2 separate regions of the Drosophila melanogaster genome follow, and region 2 is linked to region 1. Evidence: chromatin contacts called from public Hi-C data. All regions are on one chromosome and are shown on one strand. The core of a region is the stretch at or near the end of the contact, and the rest is flanking DNA. Distances in the headings are between cores, read along the strand shown.

Region 1 (3,395 bases), core at 678-3,177:
GCAGCAAAAGGGTCAAACCCATGTATAAATATTGAATCGAGCAATGGAATGGGAAAAGAAAACTTTATCTCTGCATTGGACGGATGTGCTGCCATGCAACTTTGGCAGCCACATATGGTGGCATCTGTTTGGAGTAAAGGATGAAGGAGCGTTGGGCAAGAGCGCTGGCACAGATTTCCTCGAAATACCCAGGCATCTTGAGCGGTAAACAAAGGTCGAGCCAAATGTGCGGCGCTTGTGTACCTGATTTACGATTGCTTCACTCTGAATGTGCCTGTGAAATATCTGTTTCAAGCATTTCCGCTTCTGAACTTTGCTTTGCTTTGGTTGCTGGCTGCTGTTTCTTCTGCTTTTCCGTCTGTCTGTCGATTGTCTGCCACTTTTTTGTCTGCTAATGTCTGGGATGTTTCCCCAACGCTCATGCATATGCATTAGACAAACGACGAGATTGCAGTGAAAGTCGGGGGAAAAGATCTAGCAGATTGTTTGATTAGGCAAGCTACACCGATCAAAATAATAGCAGTGCATACTTTACAAGGAAATTAATGAAGTCAAGTGATTTACAAGTTGTTTTCGCTATCTGTTACAAAGTGATTTCAGGATGGAAACATTTCTTGTCCGTAGTTCACGTAAGTTGTAAGTAACTTTTTAAAGCTTCCCTCAACTTTTTGTTTAATTTGCAGAACTACTCACTTTTGTCTGTAGCCGTAGTACCAATGGGTGGTCTCCTTAAGAATTATGACCGCATCACCCACATCCAGATTAAGGCGATGTGGCTTCGACTCCTGGTCGAAATTGCACTTGGCTGAAAGGAAGATACATTTTAAAATTAGTATAAAATCAAATGCAATGGGAGCTTAGTCTAAAGCACCTTTTCCAGTTGTCAGCCGCTGCGAACTGAACGAAATCACAGCGAAATCAACGCGAATCAACGGGAGCGGAAGGTTATCAATTAGCCCATACCATCATGAGGGGGACGCGCTGATCATCGGAAACTGGGTTGTCGCTATCTGTGCACCCAAGCGGATGGGATATTTGATAAACCCTCGGACGCACCCCCGCCATCCACCAACGTCGTCCCACCGGAATCCCCTTCTTCTAAGCGCTTGTGCAACCAATCCATTTCATACGTGAGATCTAACATACAAATTGTATCTCGCTTTAGGCAACTTCCTCGAAAACCCACTGTCGATAAGACTTGGATGTCTGGCGGGAACTGCAAATGACGCACTTGCATTGTGAATGCTTACTGTTATCGCACCAAGAAGTCGGAAATACAGCTTGGCATACCGGAATCTGCTGCTAGTGCTAAGATAAGTGGTCCATTTTTAAATAAGTCGCAAAACTAATACATGTGACAAGAGGAACAGTGTGCAAACTCTGTTGGTTTAATTTAAGATTTTTTTAACAAACTGCCATAAGTTATAAATTGCGGCAGGTTTGGAGCTCATGTATAACAGTCATAAAGATTTCGTAAGTGAATAATTACAACACTGCTACCGCAGCGTATAAAGTTGTTTTAATATTAATCAAATTAGCTTACAAAAACCCATTACATGCACTCCCTTAGGAGTAGTTGTGTTTTTGCTTCGCCGCACGAGACATAATGGGACATAACCATCGACGCCGACAAACTTCCTTCTTGCCTGATAGTGCAAGTTTGAGATATAAGCAACAGCGTACGTATATAACACATATTGTTGAACACACACAAATGTGCATCCCCCAATAAAAACCCTCGTACTTGTACTCGAGTCCCCATCGCCGCAGTCAAGCGCAAGAGATACAAAATCCAAGTTGAGCCGCCTTCGCGTGGCACGCTCCGGGTGGTGCTGTTGTTGCCGATGGTGGTGCTGATGACTGTGGTAATAGTGGTGCTGCGACTGGAACTGGGACTGGCGGTGGTGCCGATGGCGAATGCGTAACAGAAGGGGAGCAGTGGAGCCGTGGCGTCGGCGGAATGGGATACGGTCCAATGACCGATGCTCGCGATGTTCGCGCAGCCCGATCTCGATGGAAAGCATAACAAGCGAGAACGACCTCCACAGTAGATTAAGAGCGACAGCGGCAGCAATTCGCAAAAGGTATTCAGTGCCGCTGCTGCTGTGCTCCAACAGCAGAGGGCAAATTAATAGGGCTTCACTGCCGACGAACCCAAATATGGTTCATTCACATGCCTATTTATATGTATAAGGCTAATTTGGTTTGTAAAATCATAAATATGGGAATTGGTACGTAAAGATCATGATTCCAAGGATGCTTAAAAGTTAGCGTTTGAGTATATATTGTACTGTTCGTACCAAATAGAATAGACCAATAATATTTATATTTTCCTGCTATCATTTTGACCACAAGTGTACTCTACGTGTGAGATGGTTTTGTCTGCTACTTTTTTTGCGCTTTGCATTTGATTTCGTCTGTCCAATTGCGTGGAAAGTTAACTTGGAGTGGGACTGGGTCAATTGCGGAAACCAGTTGAACGAGCCTCTTTAGAAGAGCTTTCCCAGCTGGGAAAGTTTCGCAAGAAGCGCGTAAATATAGATCTAAGTAATTAAAGACTTATCGAATTGATTGAGTTTATTATTAATATCCAATGCGCAGAGCGATTAGGCGGAATTCACTGCTTTCCACGTCTGGAAGCTATTTATGCGCAAGTAATATAAATACTCGGAAATGGCAATGAATCATCCGACGTCGACGCCTACGACGCAACAGTACCGCTGCGGTCAAGCAATCAGTCACAGGGAATGCCACACCTATAAAGAACCAGAACCCCTGCGTGAGTGGAGTTAAGTTAAGGCAGTTGAGTTCAAGAACGATCAAAAACGTCATTAAATCGAGCCCATTTCCTTTCCTTCGGTTTGTCGATAAGCGAAACAAAGCCTATCCCAAGACCCTTTTTTTCCTTCACTGCAGCAGCGCGACAAACTTGTTGACTAACGGAAACCAGCATAAATAATGAAATGCACAACTTGTTGGACTATAAATACACAGAGATCGCAGGGCGGAGGAGTCACGGCTCAATGGCAGCGAGAAGGAAAAAGGGTTCGGACCAATATAGAAAACCGTCGAAAACAGTCAGCACTCAACAGGCAGGCAGGTAGACCAAGCAAAGTATACTCGTACAATGAACTAGGTTCATTTTAGAAATGCACGGTGGAAAATATTTTAAATACGATTCACGACGATCAGTTCATAAGGTCATATAAATATAACATATTCTTTTCTGGTTGTGTTTTGATATTGTTGTAGAAAGATTATCAGTTAGAAATTCCCCTTTTCGTTCAGTGTAGAGCTCCAACGGATGCAGCTGCACCTGGAAAAGGGAGCTGCTAAAGTGCCCCCCAGCACGTGAACAAAGTGTGCCTTCTCCGCGTCCAAACTAAAGACCCCTT
Region 2 (3,521 bases), core at 640-3,139, 150 kb before region 1:
GCCGCAGATATTATTGCTCTTATTATTCGCGTCCAATGAATTTTGAGCAGCACTTACTTTTAGTAAACAAACGCTTATAAAGATTTGGGCTATCTAAATACTGGCTGAAATATAATGAAGTGCCTATAGTTTCATGCTCCTTTACAGGCGTACCTTGGTGGCACCTAATAACCAGTTTCTTTGGCTTATTTTTAGATTACTAAACGGCTTGCCAAACACGTACGCTTACAGCAAGGCGCTGTCGGAAGATTTAATTTGCAGATACAACAATAAGCTGCCCATAATCATCACAAGGCCCTCGATCGGTGGGTATACCATAGTGTCTACTCTGTTTTTGTGCCTCCTGGCTAATTGCTTTATTAAATCCATTGCAGTGACGGCCGCCATTCACGAGCCATTGCCCGGCTGGATCGAGGGCGTCAATGGACCCACCGGCCTAATGATCGGCGCCGCCCGCGGAGTCATCCGATCGATGCACTGCAATCCGGACTACGCCTCCACGGTGATACCCGTAGACAAGGCCATTAACGGCATGATCCTGTGCGGCTATCAGCGCGGAAAGGCCAGCCAGGAGAAGGGTAACAAGCAGACGGGTGTTGAGTTCTGCAATCTGTGCATCTCCAGCAAGGCGCTGATGTCCTGGGGCGACAGCATCGAGACGGGTCGTCGATTCTTCTACGAAACGCCGCTCAGCTTTGCGCTCTGGTATCCGGGTGGATCCATCAAAAAGAACTACTACCACCACCTTTTCTGCGTCATCTTCTTCCACTATCTGCCCGCATACTTCATCGACTTTTGGCTGCTCGTCTTTGGCCAAAAGCCATTGTAAGTAAACGGTTAAATTTTAAGTTCTCCTATTAACACATGGATTATTCCCATCCAGCTTACTCAATGTCCAACGCAAAGTGTCCATGGGTCTGAAGCTGCTGCAGTACTACACAACGAAAAGGTGGGAGTTCCGAAACGAGCGCTTCCAGGAGATGAGCAGTCAGCTGAGCCTCCTGGATCAGGACCTCTTCGACACGTCGGTGGGTCAGGTCAATTGGGAGACATACATCAGTAACTACATTGTGGGCATGCGCACCTATATACTGGGCGAGAGCGAGGACACTCTGCCGCAGGCCAGGAAGGTCCTGCGACGGCTGTATATCCTCGACTGGGTCAGCAAAGTGCTGTTTTTCTCCCTGAGCTTCTGGTTCCTGTGGACCCATTTGGATGGCTTCGTGGAACGGAGCGATGCCTTCATCCGATCCTCGCTCAGCACCATTTACCATGAGCGAAACAGCACCATACATGTATAAACTCTTCTTTAATTATGTACTTCAAATATAGTCCACAAGATTTTGTTTCTTTTTAAGTAAGCTAGCTGTGTTTTATTTCTATTTTAACTAAGGATTAAAACTCAAAACAGTCACATAGGAATTGTGTGAAAGATCAATAGCATGATAAGCCCGAAAGTTACGTGGTAAATTCCTGAAAGTATGAGCTCTAAATAAAAAATTTAGCAAAACCTTTAAAAAAACACCTTATATAAAATATACCTTGTATATATCGTTTGTATTGTACTGTACGATGTTTATTACTTAGATTTTCAAGTGCTTTCTAAAAGAAACTCAGTACCCCCCTGAATTCAACATATAGCCGAAGATGATAAATCATAGCTTAATCTTGGAGTCAAAGAAAAACGTGAACGTGAAACCGATAACAAATACCTAATCTCGCCCTGGCAACGAAGCGAGTAATCCGCCGGCGGTGGTGCCGCGTTTCTAGCGGGCACTCCACCCACAGAGCTTTTCGGTGAAAAGTTTGCACCGCTCTCGCCGGAGAGCAAAAAGCTCGGCGCTCCGAAAAAGCCGACATATATATACATATCTATGCGAGTGCCTCGGCCAGTTTGGTGCGGCGTCGAGTAGCGAGCGGTTGTGTAGAACAGAATAAAAAAAGAGTTGGAACCCGAAGAATCCAAGCGATTAGCAGCATGTATCACCTGAAGAGTCTGGCCCGCCAGGGCGCCCGCCGCCAGCAGGAGCTGGCCACGCTGGCCAAGGCACTGCCCACCGCTGTGATGCAGTCGAGCCGCGGCTATGCCACCGAGCACCAGATTCCCGACCGCCTCAAGGATGTGCCCACCGCCAAGGATCCGCGCTTCTTCGACATGGTCGAGTATTTCTTCCATCGCGGCTGCCAAATCGCCGAGGAATCGCTGGTGGACGACATGAAGGGCAAGCTGACCCGCGACGAGAAGAAGCAGAAGGTGAAGGGCATCCTCATGCTGATGCAGCCCTGCGACCACATCATCGAGATCGCCTTCCCCCTGCGCCGCGATGCCGGCAACTACGAGATGATCACCGGCTACCGCGCCCAGCACAGCACCCACAAGACGCCCACCAAGGGAGGCAAGTGTTGATCCAAGATAACCCAAGATATAATAGTCAGAACTCTGCACGTAGGTAGTAAAAAATGAGACGTTAAGAGGTTTTCAAAAGGGATGCAAACAAAAGTGCCAAACCTATAGAGACCACTAGATGATTCAGTTTTCCTTGAAAATCTAAAACAAAAAATGCAATTACCTAGCAAGTTTAAAGCAAAAATTTGTCAACACTTACTTAAGTTTTAAGAAACCCTCAGAACAGCTGTTGTCGCTCGATGCAAAATCGATTTTTCCTTAGGCATTTCTGGCATTTCGTCTTGATTTTTCAAGTTATGTAACCCAGTATATAAGCCACACCAGACCAGACCCCCTTTTCCCCACGTTCTGCGCATGTACCGCTGCCGCCTGTTTTGTTTACGTTTTAGCCGACTGGGCTCCCCCTTTCTCCACATTTTTTTTTTTTTTTTTTTTGTTATTTGAGGGTTTTTAGGCCGCATTGCATAAGGCTCGGACGTTGGGCACACGTGTTTGCATTAGATTTCCAAACCCTTCAAGTGTGCCACCATTCAAAAACAGATGTACATATGCTGAATGTACTGCCCGCTTTTCGCACATTTCATTATTTTCGAGCTGGCAAATGTATTTCGATTCTTTCGCTGCTGTTTGTTTTTCCTTTGGCTGGGTGCTATTTATAATGAACTTTTGCTTGTGTTTTGCTTTCTAATTGAAATGAGAGCACAGCACTGCACAGTGTGTCAAGTGCTAAAAAAAAAGTAACGCCCCTAACCACCAAAAAAAAAAAGAAAAAATCTCCTTGTTGTCAGGCCACAAAAATTGTTTGTTCCGAATTCTGTTCCTTTTTTTTTTGCTTCATCTCAAATTATTAATTATAGAATCAGTTTGGTGCTTATCAAAAGCAAAAAAAAAAGAACACAAAAAATATGTAGTGAAAAATATTCGACTAGGGAATCTTATCTGACCTTGGTTATGCGCAAAAATAGAAAACAGAAACAGCCGAAAAAACGCTATGCCCCTAAAATTTGTTGTTTACGATTATTGCCACGCTTCTTAACACTTTATGATCTTGTTTTCGATCCATAGATCGATCGATCGATCATGTGGCTTAGTTAGTTGGGTCACCAAAAGTTGT

What was found. A called contact is a pair of places that touch in the nucleus more often than the background predicts.
Region 2: a contact with region 1 is called in a Hi-C map of the Kc167 cell line, with 1.5 times the contacts expected there. A contact is called at or near these places in 5 of 107 Hi-C or Micro-C datasets (the Kc167 cell line, embryo, eye imaginal disc and 1 more).

The regions. Positions count from the first base shown.
Region 1 is chr3R:23,787,338-23,790,732 of dm6, reverse strand. mbc (myoblast city) reads right to left here. Exons shown (of 14, transcript NM_057796.4): 2 at 694-805. Among named protein-coding and RNA genes, the nearest start is that of mbc, 7.3 kb to the right of the region's middle.
Region 2 is chr3R:23,941,469-23,944,989 of dm6, reverse strand. Gdh (Glutamate dehydrogenase) reads left to right here and starts at 1,889. Exons shown (of 5, transcript NM_206551.3): 1 at 1,889-2,396. The coding sequence starts at 1,979. CG12268 reads left to right here. Exons shown (of 6, transcript NM_176550.2): 4 at 196-305; 5 at 375-825; 6 at 884-1,362. The coding sequence ends at 1,301.